Linked DNA regions of Mus musculus: all the other regions are linked to region 2. A link is a contact called in public HiChIP or PLAC-seq data. All regions are on one chromosome and are shown on one strand. Each heading gives the region's core, a stretch centred on a gene start, on an enhancer-like site or on the middle of the called end of the contact. The rest is flanking DNA. Distances are from core to core; before and after follow the strand shown.

Evidence for each region. HiChIP or PLAC-seq counts read pairs in DNA pulled down with a chosen protein or histone mark.
Region 1: an H3K27ac HiChIP or PLAC-seq map of embryonic stem cells shows a contact between it and region 2, with 2.2 times the contacts expected there. The contact joins two enhancer-like sites. A contact is called at or near these places in 3 of 39 promoter capture datasets (the C10 cell line, cranial neural crest and frontonasal cranial neural crest), 8 of 484 Hi-C or Micro-C datasets (the G1E-ER4 cell line, embryonic stem cells, trophoblast stem cells and 1 more), 20 of 115 datasets of contacts at active chromatin or transcription factors (the 230-238 cell line, astrocytes, bone marrow-derived dendritic cells and 11 more) and 1 of 9 other capture datasets (embryonic stem cells).
Region 3: an H3K27ac HiChIP or PLAC-seq map of embryonic stem cells shows a contact between it and region 2, with 7 read pairs. The contact joins two enhancer-like sites. A contact is called at or near these places in 3 of 15 datasets of contacts at CTCF or cohesin (the NIH/3T3 cell line and embryonic stem cells), 6 of 484 Hi-C or Micro-C datasets (the Ba/F3 cell line, bone marrow-derived macrophages, embryonic fibroblasts and 2 more), 11 of 115 datasets of contacts at active chromatin or transcription factors (the NIH/3T3 cell line, embryonic forebrain, embryonic stem cells and 2 more) and 1 of 9 other capture datasets (embryonic stem cells).

What each region holds. Positions count from the first base shown.
Region 1 is chr8:84,197,096-84,200,135 of GRCm38.p6, reverse strand. No RefSeq gene overlaps it. Among named protein-coding and RNA genes, the nearest start is that of Mir23a, 9.9 kb to the left of the region's middle. Within about 2 kb of position 1,590, at least 432 of the 459 cell types and tissues checked have an H3K27ac peak or open chromatin away from gene starts, as enhancers often do. A contact at or near this core is called in embryonic fibroblasts, embryonic stem cells, forebrain and 1 more, where this site is marked.
Region 2 is chr8:84,633,529-84,636,302 of GRCm38.p6, reverse strand. Cacna1a (calcium channel, voltage-dependent, P/Q type, alpha 1A subunit) reads right to left here. Exons shown (of 47, transcript NM_007578.3): 42 at 2,752-2,774; 43 at 2,540-2,653; 44 at 719-754. Gm39212 (a long non-coding RNA gene) reads left to right here. Exons shown (of 3, transcript XR_003947427.1): 2 at 1-2,774. Among named protein-coding and RNA genes, the nearest start is that of Gm39212, 3.7 kb to the left of the region's middle. Within about 2 kb of position 1,407, at least 62 of the 459 cell types and tissues checked have an H3K27ac peak or open chromatin away from gene starts, as enhancers often do. A contact at or near this core is called in embryonic fibroblasts, embryonic stem cells, forebrain and 1 more, where this site is marked.
Region 3 is chr8:84,355,386-84,358,267 of GRCm38.p6, reverse strand. It overlaps a transcript of Cacna1a not described here. Among named protein-coding and RNA genes, the nearest start is that of Gm23626, 24 kb to the left of the region's middle. Within about 2 kb of position 1,532, at least 42 of the 459 cell types and tissues checked have an H3K27ac peak or open chromatin away from gene starts, as enhancers often do. A contact at or near this core is called in embryonic stem cells, where this site is marked.

The DNA of each region.
Region 1 (3,040 bases), core at 341-2,840, 440 kb after region 2:
CTGCACAGCACGGGCTGGGCCTTCCCAGAACTGGGTGGCTATTGCTCTCGGGGCAGTTTTCTCCAACCACTCCCAACATTTCCATATACTGCCACGGAGTCCCCATCCTGTGGGCGAGAAGGGGACACCTCCCCTTTGAATAAGACTAGGGGAGAGGGGTGACCCAGCACATGCCAGGTAGAGCACTGGAGGGACCTGTGACCTCTGGTCACTTCTTCAGCTAAGGACCCAACCGACTAGTGGTTTAGTTCTGCACTCTCTCGAACTTTGGTGTGAGTGTGGGATGAAGCCGAACCAAGCCATCAGCCCAGAGGCCCAAGTCTTGGGGACTCTGCAGCTTCCTTCCCATGTGGGGCCCAACAGGCAGGCTGGCCCAGAGTGCAAGATCTGACAGGTTAGGGCAGGAGGGAAAGGAGGCCCACCCCGTTGGGGCCCCAGGGGAGGATTTGGAGTGGCACAGAATTCTCCAACTCTGGGCAAGCCCTGGAAGATGGGAGAGACGGCCTCATGGCCCCCTGAGCACTTTAAATGAGGACAAAAAAGTTAGGTTCTGAGCTTATTAGCCCAGCACTTCAGAAGCTGAGGCAGGAAAATCACAGGTTAAATGTCAACCCGTGCTGCAGAGCGTGATCCTGTCTAGAAGGTAGAAGCAGCAGGGTCAGGAGTTCAAAGCCATCCTTGGGCTATTTGGTGAGTTTGAGGCCAGCTTGGACTCTATGAGACCATGCCTCAAAATTTGAAAGAAAAAGATATATAAAGGCAGAGAATTAGAGAGAGGGAGGGAAAAAGGGAGAGAGACAGACAGAGCACACAAGTCCAAGACCTGTGTACACTCAGGCGTTTACTCAGGCTCAAGCCAACCTCCGGGGGTGCCCTCTCTGTGCCCCTCAGAGACCTCATCAACCTGCCCTCAGATGCAGAGTGCCAACACCTCATCTGTTTTCTGTAGACACTTTATTTTTCATTCCATTTTGCTTTGTTGAGACAGTCTGTGTAGCCCAGGCTCTACTGGTTAAGACTCATGAGCCTCCTGCCTCAGTTTCCCCAACACTGCGATGACAGACCTGCACCATCACACGTGGCCTGGAAACATCCATTCACCAGTGAGTGAACTGATGCTCAGGCAACAACTCGCAGACCCTGGCGACTGCCCTGACCCTCATTATCTGTCCCCTAGCACCAATAGAAGAGCCAGCAGGACCTCAGCTCACTAAACTTAGCTATTAACTTTTTGATCAGGGAAGAAAATGGGGAGGCCTAGAACAGGGTGAGACCATATTGTGTAGGCACACACACACAAAGATACATAGACACACACACACACACCACACACACACAGCTGGTTCTGTCATGCTCTGCCCCACAGGAAGTGGAACATCTTAGATCCCACCAGCACCAGGTTGGTGGAGTGGGGGAGGGCTGTGTCAAGGGACCCTGTTAGGTCTGAAGGTCGCCCCACAGGTCACCCGGGCACACACGTAGAGCGCCCCGGGCCCCATGGCAACGCAGCACAGAGACATCAAACAGGGAGGCCCCACGTCACTGCGGTTAGGGAGGCTCCTCCCCACTGGCTGGCGGCTAGCGCCTCAGGCCGTCAGGCAGCCCGCCTCCTGTCGCCGTGGCGACCGACTGTGTTGTGGACTGTCCCGGGCCCACCAGATCCCTGCCCCCTCGCTGGGGCACTGCCGCTCCCCCGCATCCGGGGAGGGCGCCCAGCTCTGTCATTCAGCTGCCGGTATGGGGCCTAGTGTAGGGCAGTATGGCCTGCAATTTGCCACTTAGAGGGGTCCCCTGGAGATGAACAGTGTTGCCAGAGTCGCTACAGGGTTGGGTTGCCATTCATGGCCCCAAGGTGGGTAGTTACCAGGGCTCTGTTGAGGTGGGTGACACAGTAGTGGCCTCAAGGATAGGTAGCTACCAGTTGGGATAGGTGACACACAGGAGTGGCCCCGGGGATGAGTAGTTACCAGGGCGCTGTTGAGGTGGGTGACACGGAGGTGACCCCAGGATGGGTAGTTACCAGAGCGCTATTGAGGTGGGTGACACACAGGAGTGGCCCCAGGGATGAGTAGTTACCAGGGCCTGTTAGGGTTGGGTTGCCAAGGCGTTCTTGGGTTGGGTGACACAGGAATGGCCTATGGGATAGGTAGTTACCAGGGCGCTGTTGGGGTGGGTGACACAGGAGTGGCCCCAGACCTAGCCCAGCACCAGGGCTAACGTGAAGCCGGGGCAGGGGGAAGGAGGGAGTAAGCGGCTTAAGATGTCAAATTTCGTTGTGGGCGGCCATGAGGCGCTGGAGCGCACAGGGTTAAAGAGCGCCTTTCTCGGGGTCTCCCCTCCTCAACACCCCCTCCCTTCCGGGGGATTTCGGGCCCCAGCCCCTCTGACGTCAGTGGGGTTGCTATGGCAACCGCCCGACTTTCCCAAATAAAATTACTGCGGGCGAGCAAAGTTTCCTGGAGTCGGCTGCGGAGTAAACAATGGCAGGGGCGGGGCTCGGCGAGGGGGTCCCGAGGCTGGAGCTGGGGATCCCTGTCCCAGGCCTCTGGGAGATGGGTCCGGACAAGGGAACTGAGCGGACGCCTGGGCCGCTCCCACGCGTGCACTTCCTGTCGCCGGCTGCCGGAGGAGGTAAAACAAGCGAGCAGGCAACAACCGGAGCAGGGACAGGGAGGACCAGGCCCGCTGTACCCGCCAAACCCATCACCCACGTACTTTTAAGTGATAACCCGTTTCTCACTCCCGGGCCTCACCTAACCTGTAAAATGGGAACAGATTCACTTCCATTGGCTGCTGCCAGGTTCAGGGAGGGACCCCAGGTTTTGGCCAAAGCCAATTAAATGACTTTAGCTCCTGGGCTTGATACCCGCCTCCCAAGTGGGGGTATCCAGACCACAAAGCATGTAGATGTGTTTGATTTAAAAAGTACACGGTTGCCGGACGGTGGTGGTTTACGCTTTTAATCCCAGCACTTAGGAGGCAGAGACAGGCAGATTTCTGAGTTCGAGGCCAACCTGGTCTACAAAGTGAGTTCCAGGAC
Region 2 (2,774 bases), core at 158-2,657:
GGAATGTTGTGGCTTCTTAGGGTATGTGCTGGACTTTGGCCAGAAGGCCCTGGCTAACCCCTCGCCCTGCTCTCCAGGAGGCCCTGGTGTTCAGGCTGGCTGACTGACAAGAAGCATACTCAGTTTGCAGAGTGCAGACCTGGGAGCCCTGCTTCTCCTTGGCCCAACTCTCTTGCCCCTCACGCCCATCCCCACCTCTGGTCCCTATCCCTCAGGCCCAGCTTGGCCTGCCCTAGCAGTGGAGGTGCTGGAGACCATTCTGAGTCTGCATTTACTGTCCCAGAATCCTTGCTCTTGCTCTGCCATGGACAGTCTTCAGGTCTCTCTGTAGCAGGCAGAAGAAGGAAGACAGGGCCAACTGGACCAGGCCTGCTCCAACTCTGATGTGCAGGACCCAGCCCAAGGCAGGAGCTAAGGGACCTGAGGCAGTAGGCCAGTGGTCACTGGTTGAACTGGAGGAACAGACCCGCAAGAAATGGGCAGGGTGGGCAGGTCGGCCTCTTGGAGGCTCTGAAGACGATGTGGGGTGCCGTGTGGCCCCTTGCACACACAGGACACAACACACAAGGAAGGGGCTCCTCCAACACACAAGGTGGGGCTAGGGTGGGATCTGGAACGAAAGGGTAGGGTGGAGGGTAGTGGGAGATGGTGGGAGCTGTCACAGACAGGGCAGGGAGGGAGAGGGGCTGGAGCCGAGCTGGCCGGGCGCGGTACATACACTGAGGTCATTTCCACGTGGCCGGCCCCTTCTCCTCTGTCCCAGCCCCACAGGATGGCGCACACAGAAAAAACAGAAAGAAGGAAATAAATATAAAAGGCAGAAAGGATGGTGAGTGGGTGGTCCATGCAGGAGGTGGAGGGTAGAGAGGTTAAAACTCGGTGTCAGTGGTGTCGGATGAGGGGGTGCTCCAGGACCCCGCTGGCTGTCCCCCACAACAGGCACAGAAGAGACAGGAGACAGACAGATGGCAGAGACACGAGACTGACAGATGGGACAGCAAGGCCACAGGCTCCTGGCCCATTTCATGCGATGCACTGCGGCCCAGCACCCCTCCCCCGCCTCGCCCCAGCTTCAGCTCAAAGCTTCCAGGTGGCCTTCAGCCCAGCTTGGCTCATCTCTGTTTTGGGACCAGCAGGCCAGGCCTGACAGAAGGGATGGGGCAGCTACATGCACCCCAAGGTCACAACAGCCAGAGGCCAGGCCCTTGGGCCATGATGACCCAGCCAGACACAGCGAATCTGCTACATAATGCAGGGCAAGCTGCCCCAGCCAGACATGCCTGCCCCCTCCCGCTGCCCCCCTCCTCCTGCCCTTTCTTCTTGTCCTCAGTAGCAGCCTGGGCTTTATCCCCATTCCCGATTGCATTGCGATTGCGCAGTAGCCAGGCATGCTTGTTTCTCTGTCCCCATGGGGATCTTGCCTTCCCTATAAGGGGCTGGAGTAGCTAAGAGAAGCAGCCACACTGAGACACACATACCATGTACACACCCAACCCCCCAACCCTCCCAGACATGTGACAGCCATCCCAGGAACACCCAGACTCTGCTTTGTGATTCTTCAGACATGCTCTATTCCTGAAGGCAGCAGGCCATGTGCGTGCACACGGACATGCCTGTTAACACTGGGAACACACGGATGCATGTGCATGTATGTATGTATTGCATGTAAGTGGTATGTGTGTGAAGTGCACCAGGTCCGCCCATGCTAAGCAGGGGGATACCATGAGCTCCACTCTCCAGCTGTGGAGTTAGGATTCTAGTTTTCTTTTTTTTTTTTAATTAGTTTATTATTTGTGTACATGTGTGTGAGTTTGTGCACCTGTGTGTAGGTGCTTGAGAAGGCGAGGAGAGGGCACTGGGTCCCTGGAGCTCTGGTTACAGGAGGCTGTGAACCGGCATGTGCTGGAATTCAGTCAGGTCTTCTGCAAGAGCAGCGCATGCTCTTACCCAGTGAGCCACTTCTCTAGCTACTAGTCAGGATTCTTTAGTTTTGTTTTGAGTCAGGATCTCACACAGTGAGAGGCTGGCCTCGAACTAGCTATAGAGCAGTGTCTGACTGTGAACTCCCAATCTTCCTGTTTCCACTTTCCAAGTGGCAGGATTATAGATGTAAGTCGTGTTGCTTGTTTGAGAGGTGATCCAGGTCTATAGCCTAAGCTGCCCTGGAATTCCTCTTTCCTCAGCCTCCTGGGTGTGTGAGACGCCTCATGCTGCTGAAGCAGGCATTCCCAAAGGCATCTCTCACCAGAGCTGGACCCACCCCTTCCGAGCCCACTCCGCCCCTTTGTGCTCTCAAATAGGGCAGACAGAAGCCATTTGGCACTGACTACCATGTGCCTCAAGGTGCTCCATCTCTCTCTGGCTTTTGTCAGAGAGCGGTTAGGAGGACCAGGCTCTGAAGGAGTCAGGAAAGGGTGGTCTCCACCCTAACCCACCCACGAAGCTACAGATGGTCCCACCCAGGCTGGGGTCCCCAAGGGAGAGGTATAAGATCCTCAGTAACTTGTGTGGGGCAGCCCAGAATCCTGCAAGCTCTCACCTGGTTCTCTGCTGGGAGGCGGGGCATGGAGGCGGCCCTGGTCTGGCCTTCCATGGGGAGGTAGTGTTCGCTGTCTGAGTAGCCATCAGTACCCATTTCTCGCATCTCCACAGACTGTCAGGCAGAGGGTGGGGTAGGGTGAGTCTGGAGCCTCTGTATGGGAGAACCCTTTCTGCCTGAACCACCCAGCCTGCGGTAGGGGGAAGCAGCACCTGGGAGTTGGGCTGGCTGTTAG
Region 3 (2,882 bases), core at 283-2,782, 280 kb after region 2:
AGCATGAATGCGGAGAGACCGAAGAGGAAGGGTGGGGAGAAGCCCTGGAGAGGCACAATCTAGGTGCTTTGGTTACTAGTGAAGGACGGATTGGATGGGTTGGACAGTGAGTGTGTGGGTGGAGGAGGGAGAGGCAAAGTAGGCGAACGTGGGAAGACATATGGTTGGGGTAACTGATGCATGGGTAGACATACTGAGTGAACAGGTGGACACATGCATGGGAGGAAAGCCGGATACATGGCAACACCTAAGGGTGAGGAACGCGGGTCAGTTTGCCGCCGCCCATAGATGCTCAGACATACCACCAGGTGTCGCCATAACCTTAGGAACTACCTCAGAGGGCACGTCAAGTAGGCCTGCTTCACATCCAGCCATAACCTTAGGAACTACCTCAGAGGGCACTTCAAGTAGGCCTGCTTCACATCCAGCCTACCAGACGTGCTCAGGCCCACCTTGCATTCGTTCCCGCCCATCAGCACCCACAGGCTTCCCCTTCTCCAGGAACAGTGGCAGCTGCAGATAAGCAGGGTGACCACACACACGCAGCCTCCCTGGGATGGCAGGGTATGAAGACTGAGGGACTTAAACTGGTTCCTGTCTTGCTAGCATCAGCGGCTCCTGCTGTTACTCATGGGTACATCACAGCCATCAGTGTCAGCCCAGGAAACCACCCCAGCTTTACACCTTTGAAATAAAATGTTATTAAGCCCTAGCAATCCGCTTAGAGATGCAGTGGCAAAGGGATTGTTTGTAGTTGAACCTTTCTCCAAACCACTTCCCATTAGCTATCAGCGTAGCTCGTTCCCTCACAGCTGGGCCAGAGTACCTCTGAAGGCAGAATTTCCCAGCCTTTCCCAACATGCCCCACCTCCCCGCACCCTACCCAAGTCCCCAGAGAAAGCACTTGTCCCCTCTGCCAGTCCTTTCTGGCTCCACTGCGCACAAGGGATCCGGGTCTTTTACAAAGCCGGTTCAGAGTATTCCAGGCAACCTTAAGGCAGAGGGTTGATGGACTGTCAAGGGACAACTGGAGTCACCCACACCATATCAGCGCATTCTATCCCCTGAAGCTTGCCAGTTCAGGCTTGGCTGGCCCACAAGCCCCGCACAGCTCCCTTACAGCCTGCCCCGTGAATACTCACTCCCACTCTTTCCTTCTGGCCTGAGGGGTGCTGTGCATTTTGTGCGCCTGGTGGGCCAAGATGACATCCCGGTGGTCCACCACGCCACCACGCCGTTTCAGAGTTGGCCCCTCGAGGCTTCCGCTCATCTGCTGTGACCACGGGACATGCAGAGTCCTGGATGAGCCTGCCAGGGTGCAGTCCGTGCCTGGGTACCTTGGGCTGTGCAGGAGCTCATGACTGAGGGGAGAAAGCATGGGGTCAGAGCCCCAAGAGGCCCTCGGCATCCATGGGCCTCGCTCAGATATCCCAGGAGAGGAAACTGGAGGGAGAGAGGAGACAAGGAGAGCAGAGTGAGAGAAACTGAGGGGAGGCCAGGGCTGTGCGCGAGCAGGTGTGAACAGCAGAGGCCACCCCACCCTGCGCCCGGAAGTTCAGCGCCCCAGGCCCGGCTGCCAGGATTGAGTATTCCCTTGGCAACTGGGGGGCAGGAAAGACACTTCTAGCAGTTGCCGGGCAACACAGGCCATGGGTTGAAAGGGCGCAAGGGTGTGGCTGATGCTAAGCAATAGAACTACCTAGCTCCAGATCGAACTGGGGTGGGGTGGGGAGGGGTGGGGGAGGGGTGCTTTCTCACATCTAGATGCTCCCTTCTGCAAAGTGGACCCTCTAAAGCCCTTGCTTTCTGTGCTCTGGACCTGCGTCCAGTGGACTTCAGATCCCTGATGGCAAGTTCAAACTCAGTTGCACTGGACCAAGAGGCTGGTCCTGATCTGCTTCCTGTGTAGTTAGAAAGCACACCGAGAGCCTGTCTGTTAGTTTCTTTGTCTCGATGTTTTATTTATTATATTCATGTGTTTGCAGTGTGCATGGGGCACTGGTATGTGCATATATGTATGCGGAAGCCAGAGATCAACATTAGGTGCTATTCCTCAGGGGCTACCACCTTAGTTTTTTAGACAGAGTCTCTCACTGGCCTGGAATAGAGTAGACTATGCTAGCTGACCAGTGAGCCTAGTCTAGTCTGCCTGTCTCTGCCTCCCCAGCATCATGATTCTAGCTTGTACCACCATGCCTGGCCTCTGTCCCCACCCCCACCCCCACCCCCGACATGACACACACACCCTAGGGATTGAACTCAGGTCCCAATATACTAAGCTATCCCCCTAGCCCTTTATTTTCTTCTTGTTGTTATTTAAATTGTGTGTGTGTGTCTGTGTCTGTGTGTGTGTGATGGGTGTATGGGTGTGCCGTGGGCCATCTGTACTGATCAGAGGACAATGCTGTAGGCATCAGTTCTCTCCCTCCATCCTTGGGCTCCAGAGACTGAGCTCAAGCTATCAGGCTTGGTAGCAGTGGCCTTTACCCACAGAGCCATCCTATACCTTTCCGATTTTGCTGTTTTTTTATGTGCACGAGTGTTTTTCCATGCAGTCTGTGCATTGTCTGTGTACACACCCTGGGAGGTAAGAAGATGGTGCTGGATCCCCTGAAATGGGATCCTGCCCATTGTTAACCACTATGTGGGTGTGGTGTGAACTCCAGTCCTCTGCAGGAGCAGCCAGAGCCTTTAGCCACGGAGTCATTTCTCCAGTCCCTATTTTACTAATTTTTGAGGCTGTCTCACCTTGCTGCCAAGGCTAGGCTGAAACTCACAATCTTCTACCTGAGCCTGGACAGTGCGAGGCTTATACATACGCACCACCATGCCAGCTCTTTAATCTGTTACTTTGTCCTTGGTTTAATTCTATTTACTTGCAG